Linked DNA regions of Mus musculus: region 2 is linked to region 1. A link is a contact called in public HiChIP or PLAC-seq data. All regions are on one chromosome and are shown on one strand. Each heading gives the region's core, a stretch centred on a gene start, on an enhancer-like site or on the middle of the called end of the contact. The rest is flanking DNA. Distances are from core to core; before and after follow the strand shown. Region 1 overlaps 1700026D11Rik (RIKEN cDNA 1700026D11 gene). Region 2 holds the start of Lrrn4 (leucine rich repeat neuronal 4).

What was found. HiChIP or PLAC-seq counts read pairs in DNA pulled down with a chosen protein or histone mark.
Region 2: a contact with region 1 is called in an H3K4me3 HiChIP or PLAC-seq map of pro-B cells, with 5 times the contacts expected there. The contact joins the promoter of Lrrn4 here to the enhancer-like site in region 1. A contact is called at or near these places in 2 of 39 promoter capture datasets (the HPC-7 cell line and embryonic stem cells), 1 of 15 datasets of contacts at CTCF or cohesin (large pre-B cells), 3 of 484 Hi-C or Micro-C datasets (colorectal tumor organoids and embryonic stem cells), 10 of 115 datasets of contacts at active chromatin or transcription factors (the 230-238 cell line, the HPC-7 cell line, double positive thymocytes and 5 more) and 4 of 9 other capture datasets (adipose tissue, embryonic stem cells, macrophages and 1 more).

The regions. Positions count from the first base shown.
Region 1 is chr2:132,510,484-132,514,262 of GRCm38.p6, reverse strand. It overlaps 1700026D11Rik (RIKEN cDNA 1700026D11 gene), which reads right to left. Exons shown (of 4, transcript NR_028286.1): 2 at 2,046-2,188. Among named protein-coding and RNA genes, the nearest start is that of 1700026D11Rik, 22 kb to the right of the region's middle. Within about 2 kb of position 1,707, at least 100 of the 459 cell types and tissues checked have an H3K27ac peak or open chromatin away from gene starts, as enhancers often do. A contact at or near this core is called in the 230-238 cell line, the HPC-7 cell line, double positive thymocytes and 1 more, where this site is marked.
Region 2 is chr2:132,878,661-132,882,439 of GRCm38.p6, reverse strand. It overlaps Lrrn4 (leucine rich repeat neuronal 4), which reads left to right and starts at 1,578. Exons shown (of 5, transcript NM_177303.4): 1 at 1,578-1,646; 2 at 2,525-3,205. The coding sequence starts at 2,545.

The sequences.
Region 1 (3,779 bases), core at 458-2,957:
ACCAGTGACTGTAGAGTCAGAGACTGCTTGTCACCTAACCAGCCCTTTAAGTTGGTCTGGTGGCAACATGCATCAATCCTCATGGTTTACCTCTCCTGCTCCTGAGGGGGAGGGCATGGGGGCGGGGAAGAAGCAGCCACACCTCCTCATCCATCTGCACCAGAGGCTCTCAGAAGACCAAGTTCTCTCAGAGATCTGTCCTCCACCCCCTCACACCTGCCATGTCGCCGGCTCTACCAACTCCTTGCCAAAGTACCCTGCTGTCTTCCTTCCGTTCTGTGAGGACACAGATCTCAGGATGGTTGGACTGTAGGGTTTTTTTATTTTTTGTTTTTTTTTTTTGTTTTTGTTTTTTTTTCCAGCAATCTGGGTCATGTTGTCCCTCTCCAGGGGAGGCTTTTCTGGTGGCTTCCCAGCAGGCCTTGCTTGGCATAGTTTCTCCTTCTGGGCTTCTCTCTGTACAGTCCCCGGGGCTCATTCTCGCTGTCTTAGCTCTTAGCGGGGTTTTGTTTAAATCTGTTTTTAGCATGAAGGGATCTGGAGGAAGGGAGAAGAGCTATAGCCCAGGCTCTCATGATACCTAAAATCGAGGTATCAAACATTGTTTTCTGTACCTGAAAGAACACATAAATTGTGCAAATGATGCAAGGGACAGCTGGGCTAGGCTGGGCACTATGACAGCGCTGTGACAGTGCCCAGCCCAGCTGTACACACCTCCTCATACAGACCCCACGGCTATTTCTTCCAGTCTTTTTCCGCCCCTGCCATCCCCAGCAATCCTATCTGGCGAATTCCCATTCTCCATCCTTTCCCTTCTTCATATGTTGCCTATAGTTTTTGTTTGTTTTGTTTTGTTTGTTTGTTTGTTTTGCCTTGGTGCAGGCAATTTTGTGCATCTTTTAAGGGGTGTGGCCCTCCAGCCCTTATCAGGGACTTTGCTACATCGAAACATGTAGTTGTTTTTGGTTTGCACATCTCTACTGCTACAAAGGCGTTGGTCTCTCACACTGTTCCTACCATAGTTTGTCTCTCCTGCTAACGCACACTTTGCCGTTTCTTTTCCCCATGAATGCACAGTTTGCCGTTTATGTCTCCCGTTAACGTACAGCTGGGTTCCATTCAGCTTTGCTGCGCTGAGGACGATTCCCCCTTCCCCTCGGGTTCCCATGTCAAGATGTCTGGCTATGAAATTGCAGCCTCCACTTCACTGGTAAAGGCCAAAGTGACCCCACCAGTTTATGTCCTCCATCCCATCCCTGAAGTGCCTGTGAGTTATCCACGTCTAAGCAAGTGCTTTAGAATGGCTGCCCACGGGGGATGTAAGCCATGCACAAGGAATCCCCTCTCCTCTCCCTTCAGAGCCGTGGAAGCAGTTTTCACTGGCTTGGTGCTGTTTGCTCATCTTCAAGTGAGTCCCGGGAGGGAGGGGCTCTCCTGGAGACGCTCCCACTGAACGGACCCAGAGGTGCTCCAGGCTGTGAGGGCTTGGAAGGTTCTTGCTCCGTGGAGCCCCTCCACAACACTCAGGATCTAAAGCGACAGGAGCTTGGTCTCTGGAACTCGACCACGTGAGAGGGACTTCCTGACTCTGAAGACTGGGCCCCCCCGCCCCCCCCCCCCCCCACACACACACGGAGAGAAGATGAGCCTTTAAGCCCAGGGCGCAGCTGCTGCTCAGCCTGGTGTCAAAAGATAAAGACGCAAACAGGAAACCACAGGCCAACGCATCTTACTAATACAGATTCAAAACTCTTCAACAAAGAGATAGCAGAGGGATCTTGCAGCAGCACAAGATTAAGATCCTCTTAACACTTGAGGTTCACCCTTGGAACCTAAGGCATCAAGATGTGAAGGGCTAGACTCAGGGACAGGCTACCTCAAAAACAAGACCGATGCAGAAAATTAATAAGGCACATCTTAATGAGATAAATGTTTAAAAAACACATGGCCATCCCAATAGACACAGAAAAAGTATGGGGTACATAAATCTAGTGCCTCTTCATAAGGAAAACAGTTGTTGAGGGAGGACCAAAAAGAGAACACACCTCCTGCCGATAGAGGACACCCATGAAAGCCCACAGATGAACAGGAAGACGAGGATACCACCTTCGAGAGATATTTCTATTCAACAGTGAGTTGGACGTTCTAGGAAGAAAGTTGGCAAGAAGAAGAAACAAAAGGATTCCAACTGAAAAAGAGGAAATAAAACTACAGTTATTGACAGGACACTTCATCTTATGCCTAGAAAATTATGAAAATGTCACTAAAAACGATGGCTTGTCAAGACTGTAGAATGTAAATTCAATATATAAAAATAACCATTCCTCTATACTATCAACAAAAGCAATTTAAGAAAATGGTTCTATTTTTTTAAATAGCAATCACAGAAAGCAAAATATGTAGGAATACATTTTTTAAAAGTATAAAATTTATATTCTGCAAAAAATACAAAGCAGCATTCAAATAAAGAAATTTCAAGTAAGTGAAAAGACAGCCTTTGTTCATGGGTCAAAAGACAGAGCAGGGATGACTTCCCCACAGTGCTGTCATGAACAGGGCTGCTCCCCCCCCTCCCCCCCCCCCCCCCCCCCGCCCTCCACCAGTGCTGTCATGAACAGGGCTGCTCCCCCCTCCCCCCCCCCCCGCCCTCCACCAGTGCTGTGGTGAACAGGGCTGACTTCCCCACACTGCGGTAATGGCTAGGTTGTTTGTTGTTGCCGTTTTGCATTTTCTTTGTATTTCCTAAGATTACATTTTTTTCCATATTTCTTCACATTCTAAGTTTTCCTCCCCCAACTCCCCCCAGGTTCTCCCTACTGTTCCACCTCCCTACTCCACACCCTTTGTCTCTTTAAAAAACAAAGAGCCCAAGAAACAAACAAAAAACCAAAAATTGAAACAAACAAAACACCAATAAAACAAACAGAAAAACAAAAACAACAAAAACCACCTCCAAAGCCCAAACCTAGCAAAATGAGTTAAAAGAAAAAGCTTCTCCGAAAACACCGTTGAGTTGGTTTTGTGTTGGCCAACTACGCTTGGCATGGGGCCCACCTGGGTGCACTCAGTGATGCTCCACTGGAGAAAACTAATTTTTCCTTTGCAAGTAGATATCAATTGCAGGTAGTTTCTTGGTTAGTGGTGGGAACCTGTGTCCACTTCTGCCACTCAGTACTGGCACCCTGTCTGGCTTGGACCTGTGTAGGCTCAGTTTGTACTGCCACAGTCTCTCTGAGTTCATAGGTGTGCAGTCCTGCTGTGTCTGAAAACCACTGTTTCTTGGTGTCCTCCGTCCTTTCTGGCTCTTATCTTTCTATCTTCTCTTCCACAAAGAACCCCGAGCCTTAAAGGAAGGGGTTTGATGAAGACATCCTATTTAGGCTTGGGCACTCCAGTCTCTCACTCCCTACACGTTGTCCAGTTTTGGGTCTCCATGTTAGGTTCTATCTACTGCAAGAAGCAGCTTCTATGAAGGTGGCTGAGTGAGGAGAGTGATCTGTGGTTGTAACAGGATGATATTAGGAGTCGTTTTGACTGCGATGTTCCTTTAACAGAAATACCAGAACCACGATCTATCCATCTCAGGTTCTTGGCCACTCTAGTAGTGTCAGACATGGGCTCCATCTTCTTGAGTGGGCTTTAAATCCAATCAGAGTGGCTGGTTAGCCTCACAATTAGTGGTTGGATAGTTTCCTGTTGCACTAAGACTATCTTTTAGGTAGGTCACTGTGTAGGTTTGTAGTTGGGTCAGTGGATATCATTCTCCTCTGACAATGTTC
Region 2 (3,779 bases), core at 329-2,828, 370 kb before region 1:
AACTCAGGACCTTTGGAAGAGCAGTCGGTGCTCTTAACTGCTGAGCCACCTCTCCACCCCCCCACCCCCACCCCCCGCCCCGGATTGATTTTTAATCATTACATGCAACATCCTCCTATGGTAAAACACGTATGTCACCTTTTCCTATGCTCCTGCAGTGCTACAAGAGAAAGGACTGCAACAGAGTTCTTCGGTGTCCCTGAAAAGCTCCCAAGTGCCATACAGTGGCACTTCCTCATCCTACTATGCCCAAGAAGTCAGCTCATAGACAAAAGGAGACTTTCTAAATATTTTAGTGTCTTAAGTGATATGGATTTATCTGAGTAGCTAAGAACGGTTATCTTACGAGGAAATACACTGGGTCCACTGAGAGCAACAGAACACCTTTTGGTTCAGAATACCCAGATGGCTCACCCATCATCTGCTCCAGAGCCCAGTCAACTCGGGACTTTGGTTTCCTTATCATGGGATTGTGGGCAGTACCTTGAGAAGATTCGATGAGAGAATGCTTATGAACCTGGGATCTAGCAGTGACCCTGACTAAGACAACGTCTTTTCCTCCTTGTGGTCTATCTAAACAGGGTACTTATATTTTAATGGGTTCTGGTCCTTCTTATCTGGTGTCTCCAACTGAAATCAGCTACCCATGCTGACTTCAGTGGAGGCAATGGCTTGACCAGGATGAACAGAGCATATTTAATATTGAGAGAAGTCTGAGGCTTTGATTCTTGGGTATGCAACTCTGTCCAAAGCATTGAGGATTTCATGGCTGGGCCACAGGAGCCAGTCTCCATCCCCTTCCCTTTTCCATCTTTTCCTGGTCTTCTACACCTCCCTCTCACCCATCCCTCCCTCCCTGATCAACCAGTGGTGTCGGGTTTCTACCACCAGGGCCAGGACCCAGACCTCCTGGCCGCTTCCCTACAGAGAGCACTGAGCAGACTCCCCTTAACCTGGCTCAGGCCGAGGAATGCTTCTAACCAGGTCTCAGCCAGCCTAGACCGAAACACTTATCTTTGAGACACTGCATAAAGAGGACATCAAATGAAACCACCAGGGACTAGTAATCTCATCAGACCAGTTTGAAAGGTTCCTGGGACTTCTCAGAGATGCCCAAAGATAAGCGCTGACAGGGGGAAAAACTGGAGGCTCTGGTCCCAGGGTCTATATACAAAGAACTGAGGACAATAGCCCAGCATGCTCCCAGTCGTCCTGGTGGGCCTGGGATGGCTGGAATCACCTAGAAGGGAGACTAAGATTCCTGTGAGGTGAGCGTGCTGCTTTACTGAGTACTGCTCTTCCTGCTGGCTTCTTTTCTCAAGCTTGGGAGAAGTTTAGCAAAGAAAGAGGACGGGGAGGAGTGGGGGTGGGGCTGGAGCTGGGAATGCCAGGTCTATGGAAAGAGAGGCCTGAGGCGAGAGGGAGGAAGGGGGATAGAAAACAACAGAATTCTTGGTGGGGAAGGAGGGGCTTCGGGGCAGGAGTGTCTCAAGCTCCTCCTGGATGGAGCTGGAGGAGGGGCAGCCGGGAACCTGGCTTCTTCCCTCTGACATTCAGAGCTGACCCGGGAGGTCACTGGTTCCTACAGTATTCCAAAGACTGAGGACCTAAAAGGGCGCGCCACATCCCACTGGGACAGCTGCCTGGTAAGTATGGCATACTACAGGATACATTAGCACCTGGCTCCAATTCCCAGCAACGTTCTCATCACTTTAACTCCCTACTAAGAGGGGAGCCTTGCCCTAGGAGCCTTAATGGTGGCTCACTGTTCATATCAGTGTTCAGCAGGGAGCCAGGGTGGGAATCTGCAGTAATGTGGGCTATCAGACAGTGACTTCCTGCCCTGCACAGCTAACAGGGCTGGGCAATCAATCCCTCCTGCAAAGGGCTGACACCCAGTGCTGGCTTCTGTTAGAACCTATCTGGGACCAGGATCCCAAATCTTGCGGGTGTCTAGGGCTCCTATCTTCTTCTGAAGGCAACCCTGAGCTTCTCTTAAGAAAGAGACACCAGAAGTGGCAGGACCCTTGTATTATGAAAAGTTAGCCAGATGATGGTTTCTAGGTACAACTAAATCTTCCTTGAGTCCATACTTTTAATCTCAGCAGAGGTTTAGTCTGGATGTGTTCACGGTTAGAACGAAGCTGCTTAACCTGGGGTGGGGGAAGTGGGGGGGGGGGTGTTACAGAGGAAGAGAAAACAACCTTCTCTCGAAAACTCAGAGAAGGAGCACACGGAAGCATGAGGGCGGGGGTCTTGGAAGAGTCAGGCCAGGCATGGAAAAGACAGGGAAGACTCCTGCTGGAAAAGCAAGGACAAGCAGGTGTGTGATGGATCTTGCACCAGAGATGAGGAAAACGCTCGTCTCCACCTGCTCACTGACAGAAACGAGGTGGGGGTGGGGACGAGGGTGAGGGTGGGGATGAGGGTGGGGGTTACTTCCTCCCCGGACACACACACACACTACAGGAACTTTGTGTGCCTTTCGTTCGGGGCTTCCTCTGAAACCATGGGCCCTCTGTAGTCTTTCCCTAGAGACTTGACATGCGGTGGACGCTGATGCTGCAGCTGCTGCAGCTCCTGCTACAACTGCTGATGGCGCAGAGCCAGAGCCTGGAAAGGATCTCCCAGGACCGGATCCCCCTCTTCCGACTCACTCAGCAGGGAGACTGGGACAGCCTCGACCGCCACCCTACCGACTCTCTCTGTGTAGGACTCCCCGCCGCGGGAGTCACCACTCTGAACTTGGCGAACCGCAGCCTGGAGAGCCTGCCTAGCTGCCTGCCGCGCACGCTGCGCAGCCTCGATGGCAGCCACAACCTGCTGCGCGCCCTTAGCGAGCCTGTGCTCGGCCGCCTGCCCGAGCTGCGCGTACTCACGCTGCACCACAACCGCATCTCCGTGCTACACTGGGGCCGTGACACGCTGGCCGAGCTGCGTGAGCTCGACCTCAGTCACAACCTGCTGACCGAGCTGCCGCCCTGCGCGGGGCCCTCGGGGAGCAGCCTGCGCTCGCTGGCGCTGGCCGGGAACCCACTGCGAGCGCTGCTGCCACGGACCTTTGCATGCTTCCCAGCGCTGCGGCTTCTCAACCTCTCCTGCAGCGAGCTGGGCCACATCGCCCAGGAGGCATTCGCGGGGGTGGACGGTGGGCCCCTGGCGGCACTGGAGCTCTTGGATCTGAGCGGCACGAGCCTAGAAAGAGGTGAGAACCGTGTGAGGGCTACACATGTGCCTTTGGGGAGGTTGGAGATTAGGGTTGCGCTCTTCTAGAGGTGGCCCCAGAAACCATCCGCGTGTGCCCAAAGTGCTCCACAATCACAGAACTGCTGATAATCTCCAGATTATATATGAGGAAACCAAGGCAGAGAATGGTGGCGTGACTTTACCAAAGTCTCAAAGGTCTAGCGTGCCTAATGTCCCCAGATCCAAGCCCAAACATTTCACAGGCAGATCTCAACATCTTAGCCACTGCCACTGCGTTCTGGCTAGATGAACGCTATGGAATGACGAGGCGAAGTTATCATTGTGGCCCTTGACAGACGAACTTAGCCTCAAGCATGCTGAGGAATTCATTGATTCCACTGTCCCACCACCCTCATTGTTTCTTTGGATGTTGGATCCTTTCAACGGAATGTAGGAGGGAGATGTCTTTGATTCAAGAGCACGATTTTATTGGTCTTTAAAGATACCTCATGTGTCTATAACCAGTGTTCATCACAGCCGTGAGAGGAAGAGTGGCAGGGGGCTAGAGAGAACGAGGAATTCAGAAAAGGGGA